2 separate regions of the Mus musculus genome follow, and region 1 is linked to region 2. A link is a contact called in public HiChIP or PLAC-seq data. All regions are on one chromosome and are shown on one strand. Each heading gives the region's core, a stretch centred on a gene start, on an enhancer-like site or on the middle of the called end of the contact. The rest is flanking DNA. Distances are from core to core; before and after follow the strand shown.

The links. HiChIP or PLAC-seq counts read pairs in DNA pulled down with a chosen protein or histone mark.
Region 1: an SMC1A HiChIP or PLAC-seq map of large pre-B cells shows a contact between it and region 2, with 3 times the contacts expected there. The contact joins two enhancer-like sites. A contact is called at or near these places in 1 of 15 datasets of contacts at CTCF or cohesin (large pre-B cells) and 2 of 115 datasets of contacts at active chromatin or transcription factors (bone marrow-derived dendritic cells and embryonic stem cells).

What each region holds. Positions count from the first base shown.
Region 1 is chr4:55,820,334-55,825,663 of GRCm38.p6, reverse strand. No RefSeq gene overlaps it. Among named protein-coding and RNA genes, the nearest start is that of Gm34482, 130 kb to the left of the region's middle. Within about 2 kb of position 1,458, at least 34 of the 459 cell types and tissues checked have an H3K27ac peak or open chromatin away from gene starts, as enhancers often do.
Region 2 is chr4:55,486,954-55,493,003 of GRCm38.p6, reverse strand. No RefSeq gene overlaps it. Among named protein-coding and RNA genes, the nearest start is that of Gm22150, 21 kb to the right of the region's middle. Within about 2 kb of position 3,538, at least 60 of the 459 cell types and tissues checked have an H3K27ac peak or open chromatin away from gene starts, as enhancers often do.

The DNA.
Region 1 (5,330 bases), core at 209-2,708, 330 kb before region 2:
GGTTGAGTCTTTCACTGAGAGTCAAGTGTCTCCAGCTGTCTGGAAAACACTGCGAGATCAAGGACCCAGGCAGTCCTTGACATCTAATGGGTACCACTTTGAGGCAAGTCCACTCCAAAGTTCTGTGGGTCCTTTAACCTTTTAAGTCCGTTGGTGGGAGGGGCCTTCCTAACCTCTCTCCTTTTATCTATTCTCTGTCTCCCCTTTCTCCTTTGCTTCCTTGACCATACAATGGTGGGTTATACCAAACCCACAAATTCCAAGCTATATGTAGCACCGAGTGGCTGTTTGTCCCTAAAATACCACGTCGCTGACTACAGCAAACACTAATTACAAGCTTTATCTAATCACTGTTGTGTGACCGGTCATTTTTGGTTTCCAAAAATGACAATGAGTGGCATGCTTCTGCAGCTGGTGGGGTTTCAGATCTCAAGTGCACACAGATGTGCATGGAATTGAGCACCCCAAGTGACCAACTCAGAAAGGGAAATGGGACAAAGAAGAGAGGAAGCACAGAGAGGCAGGTTTTGCTGCTAAAGACCTCACGAACAGTTCAGGCTTGCCATGTTGTACTAACCCCACCCAGAAAATGCAAGTCAGCATTCTTCTCCCTGATATGCACTCTGCTAATGCAATTGGTGACACCAGAGATGCCACTGAATGACCATACCACAGACTGGAGGAAATAAAGTTTGTCTCTAATTTGTTGACTAGTTTGGGGTTTACAATCAGTTGTTTCTTCCTCAGTGATCCCTTCTTTCTTCCCAAAAAAGTAGAATGTAACAGTATCAAAGAAGCAATGCTGAGCATGAGGTCTGGTACCTTTGTGAGCTTATGACCATGACCTTGAGTAGGCTGGCCTACTCATTATTCTGCATGATCTTGCAAATAAGGTGGTGGCTAATAATACGCATTTGCCCTGGCCAATGAGACACGAGAATGAAGGTGGACAGGCAAAGGTTCTTGTAACCATTCAGCTGGTGTAGCCTCATCAGAACTAGCTTGAGAGCTCCTCACTCATGTTCACTGCCATGAATGTAGGCTGTCAGTTGCTCGGGAACAGGCAGAAAAAGGCCTCATGATGACCTTGGCCTGGGATCAGAGTGTCAAACACTGCCGCTCAAAATAAACCAGTATTCCACAGAGGTTCCAGAGCACATGTGCACACTTGGAAGGCAACTCCTCTCCATGTTTTAAATAGCCCAGAGATGGGCTTGAAGAAGATGCTGTGTCAAAACATAGAAGCACTTAGGAAAACAAGACCCTTTCAAACCCTACATTCCTCTCCACCATGATTCTCTTCTCACAGCAGTCCGTTGTATAGAGTAGTTGAGCTCTTGCTGTTGGCTGTGCTGTGGCAAGGGCCTGGCTTGCCAGGGCCAGCAGAGGGGAGGAGAGGCATAGAGGATCCTCGGGTGGCTGAGTGTGTAGCAACGGTGAGCCAGAGCGCAGACTGACTTTCACTTCCTTAAGCTATAAATAAAGCAGTGTTGTCCCCTTTAGCTTAATCTCGTCTTTGTACCCTCCTCTGAGTGAGTCCTTTAAGAAAAAAATGGAGTGAGAACATCAACTCTAACTCATTCCCCACCACCATCCTGAAAAGAGATGTTGATGGGCTCAGCTTGTTCCCTTCCAACTCTGCAGTTCTGCTCCGTCGAGGTCCATTCTTCCTGGCAAGTGGGTTGGAATAAGGACAGACACAGAGGAGCATTTTTGTCCTTACCTGCCATCCTATTTGAGACAAGTTCTCCTTCTGCACATGTCCATTGGAGTAAGAGTTAACCATGCATCCACGTGGCTTATCCTGTACCACACTGAGAAAGGGATATGAGCTCTGAGGCAGTACACAGGGCTGGGGAGGTAAGGGCAAAGTGCTTGCCTTGTAAGTATGAGGATCTGAAGCCACATACAGAAGTCAAGCATAATGGCATGTGGTTATAACCCTGGTGCAAGGGTGGTAGATACAGAAAGGGATTCATTGTCCAGCCAGCCTAGGCTATTCAGTGAACTCCAGGCACCAGGAAACTATCTCAACAGCCAAGGTAGACAGCTCCTGGGGAATGACATATGATACAGTCCTCTTACATACATGCATGCTTGTGTGCACGCATGTGTGGATGTACACACACACACACACACACACACACACACACACACACACACACATTCACACACCTAAACTCAGATCCTACCATAAGATATTTACACTTAAGAATTTCACATTCCACCTTCATTTCATCCTTAGGGCGATCCTATGATGTCAGTGTTTTTAGTTTCATTTTAGCCACAGTGAAACTCAGATTTAGAGATAATGTCATTCACCTGAGGCATTTCTTTGTTTCCCCCAACGGCTAGGAAACTCAAGGTCAAATGTGGCCAGAAAGAACTACTCAAACGGTTTATATTTGTTTTGCTGTCATTCTTGAGTCTGTTTTCCCTGCCCCTACTATCTTCATAATTTCTACTTTTATTTCCTATAGTTATAAAGAAACTTTAGAGCCTCTTTGGAAGAGTGAGATATCAACGTATTAGTGAGTGATAACTGGCCAGTAGCAGTCAAGATGAGAACTCAGACTATAGATGCCTCAGCCAGCTGTCGTTCCTAATGTTCTCTTGCTTACAAGTAGCCTGATGGCTTGGGAAACAGACATGTTCTATGGTGACCAAGAGACCAAAGGGAACTGAACATCTCCACAGCTGCTTGGATTCTGGCTGGGACCTGGATGGACATCAGGAAGCAAAGAAAACCTGTAGCCCTTCAGTTTATCCTGCTGGTGAGAAGTCAAGAGACCCAAGGATGGAATCTTCAAAAGAACAAAGAAAGAGAAGCTGCTGACATGGGATAATATGTCTCTCTAGGATCACTTTGGGAACAGACAAGGACTTTAAGAAAAGAAGAAAAAGCTGGGCAGTGGTGGCACATGCCTTTCATCCCAGCACTTGGGAGACAGAGGCAGGTGGATTTCTGAGTTTGAGGCCAGCCTGGTCTACAGAGTGAGTTCCAGGAAAGCCAGGGCTGTACAGAGAACCCTGTTTCAAAAAAACCAAAAGAAAAAAAAAGAAAAAAGAAAAACAAAAGAAAGAAAGGAAGAAAAAGAAAAAGGAGGGGATTAAAAAAACCAAACCAAGCTATGCCTACATAAAAATCCATAAGAACCGGCAAAAGAAAGAAAGAAAGAAAGAAAGAAAGAAAGAAAGAAAGAAAGAAAGAAAGAAAGAAAGAAAGAAAGGAAGGAAGGAAGGAAGGAAGGAAGGAAGGAAGGAAGGAAGGAAGGAAGACCAAGATTTCAGAACAAGGATAAAAGTACGCTGAAAAGAGAAGATTCCATAGCATCTTGGTTCACTGGAAGCAGCTGAGCAGCTATACAAGTGTAATGAAGCAAATACAGTGCACATAGTACATTAAGGCTTTGGAATAAGTTTAAGGTCAGATGAAGCTATAAGCTACAAATGGAGGAAAGCAACAACAGTATCACGAATAAGGGCTTAAACTGAGGGAGGCAAGTGCTGTGGGTTTCACATTTGGTTCAATTAAGGTACCCTCTGAGGATGGCCTTACTGTGCCTGTGTGGCTAAAAAGAAGACCAGGTCAGTGTGCTTCAATAATTTGGAGAAGCAAACAGGAGGCAGGATGGTATTTATATCCAATGACAATTTAATTATAAACCCAGCCCTTTCTACCCAGCTACCATTTCCCACCCAATAAAGGATATACATTTAAATGAACCCTATCCACGTAGCAAGTTGGAAACTCTATTTAGAACCAGAGAGAGTAATCCAGAGCTCAAAGGAAAAGGGAGTTCATGAGATCACATAAGAATAAAATAAGCAATGATGGAAGAGTCAGATGCCCTGGGAATTAAATCACATGATTAAGATAATGGTAATGATAACCATAACAGTGAGAGTGAAAAGTTGCAATACTCCAAGAGAACAGAAAATTAATCTGTACAAGAGAGAGGAGTACATGAGGTAATTTAGTATATTATCAAAAAAGCATCACGGGGCTGGAGACAAGCTGAGCAATTAAGAGCACTGCTGCTCAGACAGATGACCCAGGGTTGATTTCCAGCACTTACCTACCTGTAAGCTCACAACTGCACATAACTCCAGTTCTAGAGGATCAGAGGCCCTCTTCTGTCTCTGAAGGCACTGGACAAGCAGGTGGCACACAGACATTCATGCTGACAAGCACTCATTTGTAAAGTAAGAGCAAATAAATCATTAAAATTTTCTTTAAAATTAAAATAACCAATTACCTTAAAGAAAGGAAGCATCAAAAGGCACTAGAAGAACACTTAGTGCTTATTTAATTGGCTGTTTTATGCAGTTGGATCACAATTTACAGATAAGTTCCTTTGCATTGCCCTTAAATGGTAGGCAAAAGAAAACTCCAAATAAACAAAAGTGTAAAACTGCGCAAATGCATAGCAGAAATGGCATAATTAAAATACAGTACGGGGTAATACTTACGGAGAGGTAGTTCTTGGTAAGTAACAAATAAATAATGTACTCCTCCAAGCTTCAAAACCAAAGGTAAAATTCACCAACAATTTCTCTGCAGGAAATATAACTCTCTTCCAAAAAGAAAAAGAAATTAAAGTCACTAAGGTAAACAAAAGATATTTCCCCAAATATGGCACAGGTGGTATTACTTAATAACCATCCAGCACAAGAAAACCTACTGAATAAAGGGGGAAAGTTAATTAGCACAAGGCCAATTCTACCAAGAAAATAAACACATTCCAAGCTCAAGAAATAAAATACACACAGTCTAGTGACAATAAACTTTGGTTATGCTCTTGTAGGAAATAGGATTATTCACTATGGGATGAACAAGGCTAGAGAGCTAAGTACAACATGAAGACCACAGGTGAGCACAGGATTCCTGCTAAGTGAGCAGACACTCGTAACACACAAACACAGACATAAATGCACACACACACACACACACACACACACTCACACACACACACTCATATACTCACAAAAGGAGGTAACAGAGTGAAGTAATAGTTTTGTGTATTTCTCTTATTAAATCAGTAATGTTTTGATGTTTATACATATCCCACAGCATCAAATCATAATATAAAATATGTACATATATATCCATATTTTATTTATATGTAAATACCTTTACTATTATTTGTTTCATTGGCGCTGGTAAACCTGCCCCAAAACATAATCTCCAAAGTACATTAACACAAAAGAATAAGCAATTTATATGCAATGGATTATCCTTTGCCTAAATAAGTAATAAAGGAAGAAAGACATATCCAAAGGCCAGCGAGATGTCTCAGCAAGTAAAGTGACTGCTGCCAAGTTTGCTG
Region 2 (6,050 bases), core at 2,289-4,788:
TTGGGTTTTGGGTTTTTTTTTTTTAATTATTATTGGGGCCGAGAGATGGCTCTGCAGATACTGACTACTCTTCCAGAGGCCCTGGGTTTGACTCTCAGCCCTCACATGGCAGATAACAACTGCCAGTAACTTCGGTTCTTGGAAGATGCAACGCCTTCTTCTGACCTCTGTGGGCATTGCGTGAATGTGGTGCACAGACATATATGCAGGTAAAATACCTGTACATATAAACTAAAAATAAATAAATCATTTAAAAGTGTTATATTTTTTATTCTTGAGGAGTTTGTACATGTATACAATGAACTATAAGAATATCCATGGCCCACCTTCCTTCTCCACCCCACCCCCATCTTTCTCCCCCATCATCACACTGACTACTTCATGTCTTGTTTTCTCTCTCTCTCTCTCTCTCTCTCTCTCTCTCTCTCTCTCTCTCTCTCTCTCTCTCTCGCTCTCTCTCTCTCTCTCTCTCTCTTCTTTTTTTTTTCTTTTGATGACCCACTAGGTCTCATATTTGCTGTTTGTGTGGGCGTGAGTGCAGGGTGACCACTGGAGAATGGGAAACTTCCCACTGGGGATATCCTCGAAAGAGAATAATTCTCCCTCTATCCAGCAGCAGCTGTCAATCGCCAGTGGCCTCTCAATAAGGGGTAGGAACTAAAAGCATCTTCCCTCATCTATGCCAGAATTTCAGCCGGCCTCGTTTTGTGCGGGCCACCATAGATTCTGTGCAGAGTTCTTGAGCACACTGGCCATGACATGTCCAGATAACAGCATTTTACAGTGCCCCCTCCCTCCTGCTTTTTTTGTTTGTTTGTTTGTTTTGTTTGTTTGTTTTTGGTTTTTTTGGTTTTTCTTTTTTTTTTTAATAAAGATAGATTTATTTATTTATTTATTTATTTATTTATTTATTTATTTATTTATTTATTTATTTATTATATGTAAGTACTGTAGCTGACTTCAGACACACCAGAAGAGGGCATCAGATCTCATTATGGGTGGTTGTGAGCCACCATGTGGTTGCTGGGATTTGAACTTTGGACCTTCGGAAGAGCAGTCGGGTGCTCTTACCCACTGAGCCATCTCACCAGCCCCTTTTTGGTTTTTTGATGCAGAGTTTCTCTGTATAGCCCTGGCTGTCCTGGAACTCACTCTGTAGACCAGGCTAGCCTCGAACTCAGAAATCTGCCTGTCTCTGCCTCCCGAGTGCTGGGATTAAACGCGTGTGCCATCACACCTGGCTTCCCTCCTGCTTTTACATTCTTTCTGCCGCCTCTTAAACAACATTCCCCAAGCCTTGGTGGGGGAGGGGAAGTATTGATAAAGATGTCCCACCAGGTCTGAGTACTCATCTCATATTCTTGCCACCAGTTATGAGTCTCTGTACTGACTGCTATCCACAGTGAAATGAAACTTCTCTGACCAAGGCTGAGAGCAGTCCCATTTAAGCATGAGTATTTACAAGGCAATTTGATAGAATGGCCATTCAGCAAGATAATAATAACAGCTTCTATCCTAGAGCCATGACCTCCCCAGCCATGAGCTTTTGACCAGGATTACAGTAACCAGGCATGAAATTCCCCTTGGAGCAGACCTCACATTCAATCAGAAAATGGTCACCTACCCTGTACCAGCCATACCACCATTGAGCCATTAAGCGCATCTTCCCATACCTGCTGTTTTTAACATGAGATCTGCAGGATCAAACTCAGAGCCTCGTCCTTGAATGACAAGCACTTTACCAACTGAGCTATCTTGACACAGTCACTCTTTAAAACATCAACTTACAGACAAAGAAACTGAGGCACCAAGCAATTATACACCTTGCCAAAGGCATATGGTCAAATTGGCATATGGTCAACCTGGTTCTTGACAAACTCAGGCCTCTGGTTTGTTTGTTTGTTTGTTTGTTTGTTTGTTTGTTTGTTTTGTTGGTGTTGTTTTAAACTAAGTTTGAAAATGAGAGGACAAAAAGAAAATGCTACAATCAGAAAGCACTTTTTTTGTGTTCATGTTGATTGTCTGCCTCATCCAGATACCTGCGCCTGACTTGTGCCTAAGTGTGTATTTTGTTTCTACAAACAGAAATTCCAGGATGAAAAAAATGAATGTCTATGGCATTACTGCCTTGGTGGTAGAGTGTGGGCAAAGGATGTATTTGTTTGGTGAAAATGTGTTGTTTAGCATAAATCTTGCTGCCAGGACCTGACATGTCTGTCTTTCTATTACCTGTAACACAGTCTATGCCAAGCCTGGCCATGGATTCCTGTCTACTCCTTGCTGTCTGGTGAATTGTGAAATTCCTTGGCCTGTGGTGTTAGGGGCTTCTTGGTAGTGGAAAGATTAGGTTTTAACTTGATCAAATGGAAAACTGAGGCCTTTAGACCAGTAGTTCTCAACCTATGGAATGCAAAAAGCACATGTGAGATATCCTACACATCAGATATTTATATTAAAATTCATAACTAGTAGAATTATAGTTATAAAGTAGCAATGAATACTTTTATGACTGGGGAGTCACCACAACATGAGGAAATATATTAAAGGGTCACAGCATTGGGAAGCTTACGAATCCCTGCTTTAGACGATTTGAATCTTTCTACGCATAGACTCCCATCCTGAGCCTTTCTGGCATTTTTATATGGACATCCCTATACTTCTTCCCTCAAGCATTGTTTAATAAGAATGGTGTGCAGCTTGTGTGTGCTCATAAGCGGGTCTCAGGAGAGTTGTAAAGGAGCGCCCTATGTGGGATTCAAGTGGCATCTTGGTCACTAGTGAATAACATTCTTTCAACACAAGCCAGGCAAGGTGTATATCAGCACACACATGGGGAGGAACCAGAAGAACAGAGACCAATGGCTGGGGGTGTAGGTTTGAGGTGTGTACCAAGAAGAGCTAATGAGACAGCTTCAGTAGATGGCTGGGGAAAAGCAGAGAGCTCCTTGTTCCTAGAGGGGTATAGGCAGGAAGAGATGAGAATGGCACAGGAAGTATTCCTTGACCTGGAGAATCTCCAATTCTTACACTCTACCTCATGTCCGAGAATGTCTGCCATAGTAACTTTAAATTCCCAATTCTTGCTTCACCACATTCCAGGAGGAACAAAGTTCATTGCTACAATGCGTGTGTGTGTTTGATTGTTTAATTTGTTTTTTGTTTGGTTGATTGGTTTTGGGTTTTTGTTTTTGTTTTTGTTTTTTTTGTTGTTTTTTTTTTTTTTTTGGTTTCTGTTTGTTTTTCTGGTTTTTGTTTGGTTTTGGTTTTGGTTTCGTTTTGTTGTGCTGTGTTGTGGGTTTTTTTCAGAGAGACCTTCACCTTGTTGTCCAAACTGTTCTCAGACTCTTGGACTTAAGTGTCCTCTCTGCCTCCAGCTCCTCTGTAGCAGAGGCAACAGGCATTTCCATGCAGCTTCTCCTGTGGTTTGGAAGCACTAAGTCTCCGTGACCTTTTCTCACAGTCCAGCTCCCCTGAGAAGTCGGTGCTAACACAGAACTAACCACAAAAGGATGCTGTGACTAACAACACATGTGAGAGCAAACCAGAAAGGACTGAAAGAACCAGGGGAGTTCCAGGGATTGGAAAGGAGTTGACGTTATCTATAACATGTCAAAGTGGCCACCAAGGTGGCTCAGCAGATCACTTGCCACACACTCCTGATAATCTGCATTCAATCCCTGGAAGCCAAGGAAACAGACAGATAAAGTGGCAGGAATCTGTAATTCTTGTATTCCTAAAGTGAGATGCAAGGTGGAGACAGTAGAATCTCCTGGCAGCTTGCAGGTCAGCTACCCTGGAGTACCCAGCTTGACAGAGGAGAGTCACTGCTTCAATAAGGTAGAAGGAGAAAAACTAACTCCTAATGTTGTCTTCTACACACATACCATAGCACATAAGCACAAGTGTATGCATATCTTTATCTATATCTAGATAGATAGACATACCCATGACAGCACCAACATAAATAATAAATAAAATTTAACGACAAGAAATAAATAGTGCCCAGAGAGACAGACTCAGGAATATTGCAAGTCTAGCTTGAGTGAAGGAGACAAAGGAGGAAGTCTGGGCAGAAGCATCCTTATCGAGCCTGCCACGCTGTCTAAAGAGGCTTCGGACAGTTTGGGGAATGTGGTTCCCAAGCTCATATGACTAATCGCAGAGGCTCTGTATGCCCTGGTAACACAACTGCCTTGCTGTAGTCACTGTCCTCAGCCAGTGGAAAGCGAGTCAGGGGAAAGCTTAACTGTGAGAACATGGGTGGGTTTCAGATCAGTCACCTGGTACATACAGTCACTATCCTTGTCGTTGGAGGAAGTCTGTGGCTTGGCCTAATGCCAGTCCTGAGTCCCCTGGATGACTGATCCTGGATGACTGATGATCTTTCTCTCTCTCTCTCTCTCTCTCTCTCTCTCTCTCTCTCTCTCTCTCTCTCTCTCTCTCTCTCTCTCTCTCTCTTTCTCTCTCCCTCCCTCTCTCCCTCTCTCTCTCCCCCCAAGATCTCTAAGGCTACCCTTGAACTCCAGAACTTCCTTCCCGCTCCCAAATGCTGGAACCACAGGTATAGGGTACCTGTGTTTCATGGGTTCATTCCTTTTGGAAGCAAAATACATTTGGCCACACGGGTACCCAGCAATGATTTATAACGTGAATGAATGAAATTACAGTTTCTAGGTGTCCCCTGAACATCTTCACACAAGGAGAGAAAGGTAAACCCCATAACCCTAAAAGCACACACGTGACCCGTTCCCCAGCCCATCCTCTGATTGTGGATTGCTGTCTGCTTCAGGGGGCAAGCATCTTCATAGGCTTGCTCAAGGAGGCTCTTGAGCAAGTCTAGCTCTGTCTAACTAGCTGTCTTCTTTGCTCAAAAACCTGGGGAGGTTTCAGTCTTCTTTGAGCTTGACTATTAAAGGCAAGCTCACATCTTGCCAGTCTTTGGGGTCAACCCAAGCCTCTCAGACTACCTATCTCAGTCACTCTGTCATCTTTTCCCCCAGCTGCCCCACCTTAGGGCAGGGGGCAAGGGAAGCTGATGTTCATCTCATAACAGGAAGTATGCATAAACATAAATTAAGAGTAACATCCATAAAGGACTGGATCACCATAAACAACTCACACCCACACTTGGAGCACAGGGCCAGCACCCCATAGAAAAGTTGATAAACGAAGGTATTATATAGAGTACTTAAGGTGTTATGGTCCTTTTTTTGGCAGGAGAGTTGAAGATGTGATCAGCTAAGTCATATTAGGTAATTCTGAGGTACAGTGGCTCCTCATCCAGTGGTTTGGTTGTTTGGTTTCATGTAGCCCAGGCTAGCTTCAAACTCTTTATGTAGCTAAGGCTCTCCCTGTCTCCACCAACCAAGTGCTGGCATGACAAGGATAAGCCACTGTACCAGCTTGTCCGCTATGGTGGATTTGTGTATTTGTGTGTGTACATGTCTGGGCAGGCGCACTCATTCATGCAATCATGTGTGGAGACCAGAAGTCAATATTACATGTCTCCCTTAATTACTCGCCACCTTTTTGTTGTTGTTTTGTTTTGTTTTTACTGTGGATATAGAGTCTCTCATTGAACCTGGTTTGGGTTGGACTGGCTGGCCAACAAACCCTCAAAATTCTTCGTTTTCCATCCCCCAATGTTGGTGTTATGGACACATGCCACTGTAACCAGCTTTTATGTGAGTGTTGAAAATCCAAACCATAGTCCTTATGCCTGCACTGTATCGTACCTTACCCACTGATCTGTCTCCCTAGCCCCTTGACTAGTGTGGGTACAGATAGTGTCCTACAAAGATGAAAAGTGTCTTCTAGGAGCCAAAGAAGACCAAAGAATCGGGGGAGGAGTATGCAACCGGCTTCTCATGCTTTTAGTGGGAACCAACTCTCTTGGCACCTTAACCAAACCTCCAGCCTCCAGACCCATGCATCCCTTCTGTTTAAGGCACCCTGTAAATATTTGTCATATCAGCCCCGGAGAACTAACACAGGGAGGAAAAAACCAAGCCAACGTGATAATCGCCTTCAATATTTACTTACCAAAGAAC